Linked DNA regions of Sus scrofa: region 1 is linked to region 2. The links are chromatin contacts, called in public targeted proximity ligation maps. All regions are on one chromosome and are shown on one strand. The core of a region is the stretch at or near the end of the contact, and the rest is flanking DNA. Distances in the headings are between cores, read along the strand shown. Region 1 overlaps CRIM1 (cysteine-rich motor neuron 1 protein). Region 2 overlaps VIT (vitrin).

Evidence for each region.
Region 1: a targeted proximity ligation map of skeletal muscle shows a contact between it and region 2, with 6 times the contacts expected there. A contact is called at or near these places in 1 of 47 Hi-C or Micro-C datasets (embryonic fibroblasts) and 1 of 2 datasets of targeted methods (skeletal muscle).

Annotation. Positions count from the first base shown.
Region 1 is chr3:103,758,503-103,764,227 of Sscrofa11.1, forward strand. The region is part of intron 2 of CRIM1 (cysteine-rich motor neuron 1 protein); the gene reads right to left. Among named protein-coding and RNA genes, the nearest start is that of CRIM1, 54 kb to the right of the region's middle.
Region 2 is chr3:103,409,096-103,415,225 of Sscrofa11.1, forward strand. It overlaps VIT (vitrin), which reads right to left. Exons shown (of 13, transcript XM_021087635.1): 7 at 5,050-5,097; 8 at 3,519-3,581. Among named protein-coding and RNA genes, the nearest start is that of VIT, 81 kb to the right of the region's middle.

The DNA of each region.
Region 1 (5,725 bases), core at 654-3,153, 350 kb after region 2:
AATTAAAAAAAAAAAAAAAAAAAAAATCCCAGCGACAGAGAAAAGAATAATGAAGTGTAGGAAAACCGGGAAGTTGTCAGCCAGAAAAGAAAAACACATCCACAATTTAAAGGAACATTCCAGGCTCTTAAAAACTCAGACAAATATTAATCCATCGCATATTAACGCCTTCCCCCTTCCACCTTTCCAGGCACTACTTACAGCTGTTACTTCTTTCTGATGCAAAGAACACTTAGCAACAGGGACTGCAAATCAAAAGCAGGCAGGCACCCTATTGACAGGGTATATCTCCAGCTTTACATATTCCAATAACCAATGTGGATCCACTATCTTAGAAACTATGCACCATTAGAAGAAAGGCCTAGGTTTCAAAATATATTCCAATGCTCAGAACAATATCTTAGTGACCACTACGAACTAGAGAATGAGTCAAGTTTTACCCTTACTAGAGCATTTCTATGTTAAAAAGAAAAAAAAAAAACCCCAATTTTGAAATGTAGTGCTTTTAAATACCTTTCTTGAGAAAGTTACACATTTCACAAAGATTACCACCAGCTCTAGAAGTAAACATAGCTTGTCTATTCATCACAAAACAGCTCTGTAAACGGATTAAAATGAGCTTTGGTTTATTTGTTCTTTATCAGTGTCTTCTAGAATGTCACCATGCACAACAGTACTCAGGCTGGGAATGGCTACTCTGCCCTTATCACAGCTGCCCGTGTGGCCGTCTCATCTCTCCCACTGGAGGTGATGCCCCTTCTGTGTCAACTCAACAGTGGGGGTGGCCCCAGGTGTGCAGGACATAGGAAGGAGCGGGATTAACTTCAGGGATCCTTGTTCCATCCTAAAGAGGTTGCCCCCTTCTGGGCTGAACCCCTTTAATAGGAATGTCACCGTTGGAAAGGATTAACATGTGGCTGCTGGATGAGGAAATACTCTAGAGTGTTATGAGGTTAAGTATGTAAGATTTTGCCTAGATTACTGGTGCTGGTAAAGAGAAAGAGGATGCTGGGCTTTTGAGGGAGGAAAAACCTCACAGGACAGGATGAGGTGGCCCTGGGAAAAAAGACACTTGCCATCTTCACCATGTTCCCCTACGCAGCAGCTCTGCTAACCTTCAGCAACAAGTGCAAGAAACTGGAGCTTTCCTAGAGGGGTATCTTTCTGTGCGCTTGTATACATTCATGGGTGTCTCTTTCCACTAATAAAGATTTCCTTGCTCTTTAAAAAACTAAAATCTTCTTTATTCAAAAAGGGTTTTGCTGTTATTGTTTTTCCTGAAGGATCTCTTCATCAAGGTACTAGGTAAATACTAGCAAGGCTGGAAAATGGAAAGAACACACTATCTACCAGAGAATCCTTAACCATATTGATAAAATTATAAGAGCATTTGAAATGATCCCTTTCTGATGGAATGTAAATTCCTGTTAAAGTGATTATGCTCCCAAACTGCTTCTTGAACTTCCCTTTTCACAGACTTTTCCCCTCCCCATAAGCAGAACAAATACAAAACCGCCAAGCCTGCCTGAGTTGTGTCCAAAACCCCAGATTACGGTTGGGGAATACTGATTACACCAATTAATGAGGTTGTAATGGCTTGAGCTTGGGGATGACAACTCCTGACGGTCCACACCCTTGGCGTGGCTGAGGGAGGCAGCTGGCTTGGGGCGGGAGGACACAGAAGGGGCAGCTCCAACTCCTCGCAGAGGGAGGTCCCTGCTCTGGGGAGTGGTCCCCACCCGCTCCCACAGAGGCGGCAGCTCAGATGGCCTCGTGGGGCGGGATTCCAGGCCTTTTGCCGGTGTCAGGAAAAGCCGTTGTGGGGGCCAGCGTTTAGACGGACACAGCTGGGCAAAGCAGCAACTCAGCAGCTCTGTGCGATAGAGCACACGCCAAGCCTGGAAATAACTGAGAGGTCACCTACAGCCAAGTCGGAAACCACAAATCTACAAGGGGTTGCTCAGTGCTACCCAGAAGCTAAAATGTTAACCTGCTCAAGGCCAGTGTTGGACCCACGTTTAAGCATCCCTGGTTGGTGGAAATACAGTTTTCAGACCGGCCTCCAAAGAATACCTTCTCTGGCTGATGGTGTCAGGTTATTTTTTGTCCTTTTAATATTGAGTGTGTCTTTTTAAAAACAGGATCACCAAGCACATGGTATTTAATTTCAAAACAAGCATACACTTGCAGCAAAAACTGTTCACCTACAACTTCTGGTACTCCTGTCACTAACCTAGGAAAAAGCATAGGAAGAGGACAGACAGATGGCTTGGTACAGAAGAGACAGGTTGAAAGTACAGATGAAAAGCTAGAACAAAGGGGAAGGACATTAATACATGGTACAAAGCACTAGGACTAATTTACCTGTGACTGTGCAGCAAGCATCCTGCTAAGGCTCAGACTGAAAAACATTTCTATACCATTCAGTGTAGCCCCGATGTGGCTGAATGAAATGCCCCTCTATACACACACACACACACACACACACACACACACACACACACACTCCCTTCTTAGCACAAGGATACAAAATATTTAATCATGGCTTTTCTTTTTTTCTGCTGGGCACAAGAAACCACAACCAGAAGGTCACTGTATGACTTCCAACGGTTAAAATGCAGGTATAATTATTCAACCAACTGTCCTCTCCAACTGGTCTTAGGCCAAGTTCCCTGAGTTTCCTGTTTTGACTTCCCAGATATTCAAAACTGGTTTCCGCCTCTTCGTAGTCATTTTTTCCCCCTTAAACTAGTTATCAAGACATCAAAACAACAATTGTACCCAAAATTCTAAAATATTTAGCTGTCAACCTAAATAAAAAGTCTACCACTATGAAAATAAATAATTTTGTCTACTCTTCCTTTCCCCAAGAAATTGTTGGAATTTAAAGTAAAAGTCTATTTAAATTTCAAAATCATTATATGTATGTGCATCAAAAAGGAGTGATATATCACATTATCATTTTGTGATGGTTGTTACAGAGAGGGCAATAGCAAAGCATTTAAAGTTGCATAAAAGCCTTACTGCCTTAATTAAACAAATGTACTTAATGGCACTTGGGCAGCTAAAGGAAAAATCAAAAGCTGAGACCTTGATGGTAATGAGGTCCCTTATCCACCTGGAAGGTAAGGTTAAAAGTGCTTTTTTTTTTAAATTTGGTCAAGGGAATAGTCGTTATCTCCAAATGCGGTAAGCAGTATTACCAAATTCCTCAAAAATATATTTTTAGGAGTGTCCGTTGTGGCGCAGTGGTTAACGAATCCGACTAGGAACCATGAGGTTGCGGGTTCGGTCCCTGCGCTTGCTCAGTGGGTTAAGGATTCAGTGTTGCCCGTGAGCTGTGGTGTAGGTCGCAGACCCGGCTCGGATCCCGCGTTGCTGTGGCTCTGGCATAGGCTGGTGGCTACAGCTCCGATTCAACCCCTAGCCTGGGAACCTCCATATGCCGAGGGAGTAGCCCTAGAAAAGGCATTTTATTTTTTTAAAACAATGTAGATGAGCTAAAACAATATATTCACAAGCATAATACTGATTTCAGATGTACCTAGCCTAAGAGAAATAGGATCTGTAATGAGTAATTTTAATGAAGTACATTTAAAAATTGTGAATTAGTGCACAGGAAGGTCTGGACACAGAGAAAGTACAGTCCCTATGGCTTCAGAATAAGTTGAGAACCAAAGTTTAAGAGGTTCTCTCTTTTGGTGTTTTTTTGTTTTGGTAGTTCAGTACATGTATTTTATTATCATGGGTTATAGAAGAGCAGTTTTAAAAGGCCAAGTGCCTCTCAAAGATGTTTCTTCTCTAAACTTCATAAACTTCATAAAATGTATAATAAATACCCCCATTTCTATCCTCCTTCCCACAGAAAAGTTACAGTTATGATAAGTTGTTAAGGACCTTATAAACTTAATGCTGCTACTCATAATCTTACAGTACACTGTTGTATTTCAGGAGAACATAGAATTTGACTCTCAGTATGTCTGAGTCTGTGACCTTATTATTATACTGGGTCATTTTTACTATAGTCAATACTCTACTCTGAAAGATTTGGCAGGAATGATATTTGATATCATGCAGATCAACATAACTGTAAAAAAAACCCACAGACATAAGGTCTTAGATATAGTTCTAAAGTTTAGCGAAGATCAAATGGTTAAGTTATATAAAGGATCATCTCTACTGAAAACAATTTCCTCAGCACCTAAGTTTTGGTATTTGTTTCTCACCATGTGATCCTATACATGCACTATAACATGCCTCAGTGGGGTTTTAATTTCTTTTCATATTTACTTGCAAAATAGTTATAATTCATTTAATTATAAAATGAAACCATCACTATATATTAATATTTGAAGTCTGGCAATTTATACAGAGGATCTGACTTTCTTTTTTTTTTTTTTTTTTTTAAGTATTAGAATTTCTAGGTCCAATGAAATCGGGGCAGCCACTATGGAAAAACAGTATGAAGATTCCTTAAAAAACCAAAGATAGAGTTACTGTATGATCCAGCAACCCTACTCCTTGGTATATACCTGGAGAAAACTGTAATTTGAAAAGATACATGTACCCCTGTGTTCACTGCAGCACTATTTACAACAGACAAGACATGGAAGAAGCCTAAACATCCATCAACAGACATATGGATAAAGAAGATGTGGTACATAGACCCAATGGAATATTGTTCAGCCATAAAAAAGAATGAAATAATGCCATTTGTAGCAACGTGGGTGGACCTAGAGATTATGATACTGAGTGAACTGAGACAGAGAAAGACAAATATCATACAATATCACTTACATGTGGAATATAAAATATGATACAATGAACTTATTTACAAAACAGAATTAGACTCACAGACATGGAAAATAAACTTACTGGTGACCAAAGGGGAAAGGAGGAGAGGGATTAAAATAGGAGTTTGGGATTAGCAGATATACACTACTATATAGAAAACAGATAAACCCCAAGGGCCTACTGCACAGCACAGAGAACTATATTCAATATCCTGTAATAACCTATAATGAAAAAAGAATCTAAAAAAAAAATATATATATATGTATAACTGCATCACTTTGCTCTATACCAGAAACTAACTCAACACTGTAAATCAACTATACTTCAATAAAATTTTAAAAAATAGGGAGTTCCTGTTGTGGCGCAGTGGTTAACGAATCCGACTAGGAACCATGAGGTTGCGGGTTCAATCCCTGCCCTTGCTCAGTGGGTCAAGGATCCGGCGTTGCCGTGAGCTGTGGTGTAGGTTGCAGACGTGGCTCGGATCCCGCGTTGCTGTGGCTCTGGCGTAGGCCAGTGGCTACAGCTCCGATTCGACCCCTAGCCTGGGAACCTCCATATGCCGAGGGAGCGGCCCAAGAAATAGCAACAGCAACAACAACAACAAAGACAAAAAGACCAAAAAAAATAAATAAATAAATAAATAAAAATAAATAAATAAATAAATAAATAAAGTCCAATGATCACTTAAGATGTTCGCTCACCTTGGCACAGCAAACCCAGGGAGGCAAACTGAGGGTTGGTTGGAAATGCAGATCCTCTTGGCCCTAGTCCAGTCCAGGTACATCAAAATCTCTGCGTGACCATCAAGCTCTCTCCAGTTTATAAAACCCATGAGATCTCCCGTGCATGATACCCAGGCCTCACCATGGACCTCCAGTGCCGCGTGAGAACTTGGGCTCAGGCAGCTGGGGGCATCTGCCATCTCAGT
Region 2 (6,130 bases), core at 2,841-5,340:
GACACAGTTTTAAGCAGAACTGATGAAAAACACCTAGCAAAGGGTGATTCTCAGAACTGGCAGATTAAGGGGAAAAGTTCTATCTGAGAAGGTGCTTTATTCTCTTGTGACACATCGCAATCCAAACCAGAGAAGTAGGCGATGGCAGAGACCTCTCTGGGCCTGGATGACGCTGCTCTATCTGGAATCCATGTCTTGGCTCACTACCTCGCAAGCTTTTAGTCATTCCTTGTCTGCCTGGAGCTTCAGGGCCTGTCACCTCTTCCTTTTCTGCTGGCTTCCCCTGTCGTTTGCTGCCCCCAAACTGCCTATGCCCAAGCATGATCTTTGAGATGAAGATTGGAAAAAGCAAAAAAATCAAAAGTGGAGTTTAAAGATGACACTAGCCCAGGATAAAGTGAAAGAACTGGAGTTCGTGTCATGGCTCAGCAGAAATGAATCTGACTAGCATCCATGAGGATGCTAGTTCGATCCCTGGACTCATCAGGGGTTAGGGATCCAGCATTGCCGTGAGCAGATGTGGGTTGGATCCTGAGTTGCTGTGGCTGTGGGGTAGGCTGGCAGCTACAGCTCCGAATTGACCCCTAGTCTGGGAACTGCCATATGCTGCAAGTACAGCCCTAAGAAGGCAAGAAAAAAAAGAAAAAAGAAAAAAAGCCAAAGAACTGCTCTATGGCTCGGCATGTTCCCTTAACAGGGCAAACCAGTCTTTCCTATATCTAGGCTTGCGATGTGAGTTTCTGCCAGCAGGTGGCAGTGGTGCTCTTCAGCGCTTGCAGACTACTGGCACTTACAGTTTGCTGGAAATGACGATTCCCAGGCTCCACCTGACCTACTGAAATCAGAGCTGCGGTTTAGCAAGACTCCCAGGGGATTTGTACTCACATGACGGTTTAGGAAGCATTCTTGAAGAGTGGTTTCCCTTCCAGATGTCAGCAGATGCATTGACTATGCCTTTTAATGTGAAAACTTTTTTTGGGGGGGGGGGAATAACTGTTAATTAGAGTGAGGGCCTTAGAGAATTTTCTTTTTAAATTAATTTTAACATGGATTTTGTAGCATCTATTTTGGTTCTTCCTAGACCATTTTTTCTTTTTATTCTTGTATCTTAAAATGTGTTCAGGATTGACTGGTCATTTCATAGGTTTTAAGATGGTGAGGTGTCTCTTTATTTGCTTCCTTCTCTTCACTCATTAGCTTGATGGCTGATGTTTGGGCCGTCTTTGCTCCTTCTTCCCAATAAGGTTTTAATGACAGTGGCTCTGGCTCAGGGTATGAGCTCACTGAGACTCCAGTGGCTTTCTCACATTGAGATGAAAACATGCTGATGTGACGATGACAGCATCAATACAAAAGGACAGAACTGGCTTAGGACATGTTCAGAGTGAGCAATTTGTTATGGTCACTGAGGCTGGAGGAGGAGAAAGAAAAGACAGAGTATCTATAGGAATCAATCTACCAATTTTATTTATTTTATTTTATTATTTATTTATTTATTTTTGTCTTTTTGCCTTTTCTAGGGCCACTTCTGCGGCATGTGGAGGTTCCCAGGCCAGGGGTCAATCAGAGCTGTAGCCACCGGCCTATGCCAGAGCCACAGCAACGCGGGATCCGAGCCACGTCTGCGACTTACTCCGCAGCTCACGGCAATGCCGGATCCTCAACCCACTGAGCAAAGCCAGGGACCCGAACCCTCAACTTCATGGTTCCTAGTTGGATTCGTTAACCACTGCGCCATAATGGGAACTCCCCAATTTTATTAATTGCTTTAGTTTTCTTCAACGTGGTACAATTTATTGATTAATGCCTTGTGTTGGCCAATATATTAGGCCAGTGTTTCTTAACCCTGGATAAGTATCAGGATTGCTTATGAAGCTTCAACAAATAAAGATGCCAGGGAATCATTCCAGGTGGTGCTTCTCGAGGGTTAGTAGGCAGAGGAATCACCTAATTGAGTAGGTCTGGGGTGGAGCCTGACAGGCTGCCTTTCTAACAAGCTCCCAGGTGATGCCACTGCTGCTGGTCCTCAGACCACACTTCGTGTGGCAAGATGGGGGGAGGGTCTGAGTCAGTAGTTATGAGGCAGGGATTGGCAAGTTTCATTTTAAAAAATGTCTGCAGTTGGACTTCCCACTGTGGCTCAGTGGCTTAAGAACCTGGCATAGTGTCTGTGAGGATGAGGGTTCGATCCCCGGCCTTGCTCAGTGGGTTAGGATTCAGCCTTGCCGCCAGCTATGGCATAAGTTGCAGATGCGGCTCGGGTCTGACGTTGCCATGGCTGCCCTGTAGGCCTCAGCTACAGCTCCGATTTGACCCCTAGCTTGGGAACTTACATATGCTATGGGTACGGCCCTAAAAAGGAAAAAAATGTCTTCAGGTGATTCTCACACGTAAATTGAGACTCAGCTTGTTGGTCACTTGTCACAACTTTCTGGGGGAATTTGCAGATGCTCTCGTTGGCTCAAAACACACAGCTCCCTCCTGGTTTTCCTCTTTTCTCTGGTCCCTTCTTTCTGCTATCTTCGGGTGGCCTCTCTTCCACCCAGTTAGTCTCAAAGTTCTTCAGGCATTAAGTCCTCTGTTTCTTCCTACTCTAGCCTGTCTCCTTAGGTCACATTTCCTGTTTTCATAGCCTTGGTTCTGAACTTCAGCTCATCACCTTCCAATTCTAAATTTCTGGCTTGGCTGTTCCTTCTGAATGTCAGACCTGGGCAGTCAACTCTCTGCTAGACCGGACGTCTTCCCCACTCTCTCGGCTCCAAGCTGCTCTTTCCAGGGGTCTTCATCCAGCAGCATTTACCCTAGTTGTTCAAACCATCTCAAACTGCTTCCTCTCTCTCTCTCTCTCTTTTTTTTTTTTTAGGGCCACACCGATGGCACATGGAGGTTTCCAGGTAGGGGTCGAATCGGGGCTGTAGCTGCTGACCTACACCACAGCAAGCAACGTGGGATCCAAGCCGTGTCTGTGACCTACACCACAGCTCACGGCAATGCCAGATCCTTAACCCACTGAGCGAGGCCAGAGATTGAACCCGCAACCTCATGGTTCCTAGTTGGATTCATTTCTGCGGCACCATGATGGGAACTCCAAACTGCTCCCTCTCCTGCACCTCCACCTCTACCCCTCTAGATTCTTCCTTTCTAGCCCTTGAATGTGCTTTTCTCTCCCCATTTATGCTTCCTACTCTGAGCTCTGTCTACCATCATGTCCACTGTCCACCGTTCTTGCTGTCCAGCCAGTCTCCTCCTTTCCCTGCTTCTCTTTTCCCCAACTCCACCCTACCCTGTTGCCATAGTGACGTTTTAACCATCTGATCCTCTCCCCCTCTTGCACATGGAGAGTTTAAATCCTTCAAAAGCTTCCCTTTCCCCCTTAGAACAAAGTGACAGAAGAGAGGAGATAAATAGATCCAGGGTAGGAGAGAGATGGGGTCGGGTGGGCGTGAGTGGGTAGAGGGAGAGAGAGCAGATCAGATGTCAAAGCCATCACTCTGGATTTCTCTTGTCAGTTAACTTACTTGGATCTCCCTGGGATACTGGCTCCAAAGACTGTGTGCTTAATTCTTCTTTTGGAACAAATCCTGGAAAGAGCAGTAAAACTTTTGGTGACTTACAAGAACAGGAAGCATCTGGCCTCACCCCAGGGATGGGGACAAAAATGAATATTCACACTCAGCTTAGGGGGCTTGGCTTCCTGCTCGCTGTGCTCCTCTCCACTCCGCCCCCGCTTAAGAGATAAAAATGAATGAATATTTGCAGACAGCGGGTGCTTACAGTCCTGTGAAGTCAGGCTTGAGATCTGTCCCCTCATGCCCATTCACTTGTTTTATCTGAGCCTAGTTTCCTTATCTGAGAGCATTAAGCACTTTGCAAGTGTAAATTATCCCTCTGTAAAATTCTGAGAATCTCAGGGCAGGGCATGTGTCTCATCACATAAACGTTTCTTGTCCCCACATGGGAGTCCTCAGTCAACATTCAGTGACTGAGTTGATGGATCAAGATGAGTGAGAGTGGGGACCGTCTGATGGGGGCTGGGAGTAGACTGGAGGGGATGAGATGAGATACAAGCACGTCACACACCAGAGGGTCTAAAATCCAGCCCTTGGCCTCTAGTGGTCTGAGAGCAGAGTACAGATGCCAAAGGCTTTCAAGAGGCTGTGTGTGTGTGAGTTGAATTTCAGCCTCAGGGGTTTTCTTTAGAACTGTTTACCTGGGAGCCAAGTACACAGATAAATCACATAGGAAGCAAAGACAATAGGAGTCTTTCTAGGTAAAGCCAATGAGTGAAACTTGCAGCACTGCAAGTGAGTCCCCGCCCCACCCCGTTTCCGGGATGCTGGGCAGCGCCCCGAGAGTCTCCCCCAGTGGAGGAAGGTGCTGGGGGCTCTGGTCCTTTCTGGCTGCGGTCCATGGGCTTTTTCCTAGCTTGTTAGTTTTTCCGATTTGCAAAGCACATGATTTCATCTTCCCATTAAAGGTCACTTTGCTCCTCCCACTTCCTCACATCATTTAAAAGATTCGCTCATGGCATTTCTCAGCCAGGAACCCCGGGAGGGGAAGAAGTACATGCGCAAGGCCTCTCCTCTACCTCCCCCCACCCACCCACCAGCAAAATCTGCCCTCGGACCAAGAGTTGGAAGGCCGCACTTGCTGTTGGAGTTTAAAAAACACTCAATGCAGCAAACAGGGAACACTGGTTTCCATGAAGGGAAAACCTGAGTCCTATTTGCAAAGAAGGAAGAAGAAAGAGAAGGAAGTCAAGTGTGCTCCAGATGGAGTGAGGGTCTAACCCACTTTGAGGACCTGGAACTCACTCCCTTCCACCTTTCTATCTTCACACTTCCTTCCTCCTTTGTGAGCCATCATTGTCCCTTACCTCAGGCCTCACCGCGGGCGTTTCAGTGGGCCCTTCGCGTGGTCACCAGACCCTAACGTCCCAGGTGACCCTGTTGGAAAGGCTTCTCTAGCCGAGCTTGGGCTCTATGCCACTAGCTGAAATCCTGTGAATCTTGATCTAGCCACGGCCAGGAAGTTGGGCTGCATAATTACCTGCATCTAGAAGGACTGATCCAGGTTTCCATAAGTCAGGTTCCTCCCCTGATTTTCAAAATTAAAAAGAAATAAACTCGTTACTTCGATGAAACCAGCAGAAGCTCTCATGTGAACTGCTAGGATGATAAGGGTGTTCTAATTGTGGCTGACAGTTCAGTAAAGGAGCATGAGACCAGACTTTGGGATGAAACAACCTGAAATCTTTGGGATTTTCTCATTCAAATTTCTTAAAACTGAAGACAAAACATCTTTAACTTTTTTCTTCCCTTCATTATGCCCTGAGAATGATGGGATAATGGGAATCCTAATATTTAAGGGGAATTGAAACCTCATGCAATCTGAACCAACAGCCTAGCTTGTTTCTATAAGAGTCCTACAAGTGAGTGGCTGGCTAGTACTTGAATACCTCCAGAGCCAAGGGACTCACTACACCTCCTACATTCCCAACAAAAACAGTGCATTTATTCTTGGACTGTTTAGACTGTGAGAAAACTTTTCACTGTATTGATCTGAATCTTTATCCATCCAACCTTCCTTCCTCCCTGCTTCCCTTCCTTCTTCCTTCCTTCCATCCATCCATCACACTTCATAAGCACCCAGGGAGTTCCCATCGTGGGTCAGCGAAACGAATATAACCAGTATCCATGAGGATGCAGGTATGATCCCTGGCCTCACTCAGTGGGTTAAGGATCCAGCATTGCCGTGGGCTGTGGTGTAGGTCACAGACACAGCTTGGATCCTGTGTTGCTGTGGCTGTGATGTAGGCCAGCAGCTGCAGCTCTGATTCAGCCCCTAGCCTGGGAACTTCATATGCCAAGGATGTGGCTCTAAAAAGACAAAAACAAAATGAAACAAAAATAAGTGCCCAGAATATGCCCAGTATCATTCTGGGTACATTTATTTCACCCATCTGTTTGTGTTTCTTTCCTTAGAAAGCACATAGAACAAATCTGACCTCTTCAGAGGGAGCAGACAGTCCACTTGTTTCCTGAGGCTCTGCTTCTCACTGTGTGTCTCAAGCAGGCTAGAATAGGGTGGCACCTGGCATCCTATTTATTTAATGCCCCCTACCCCAAAT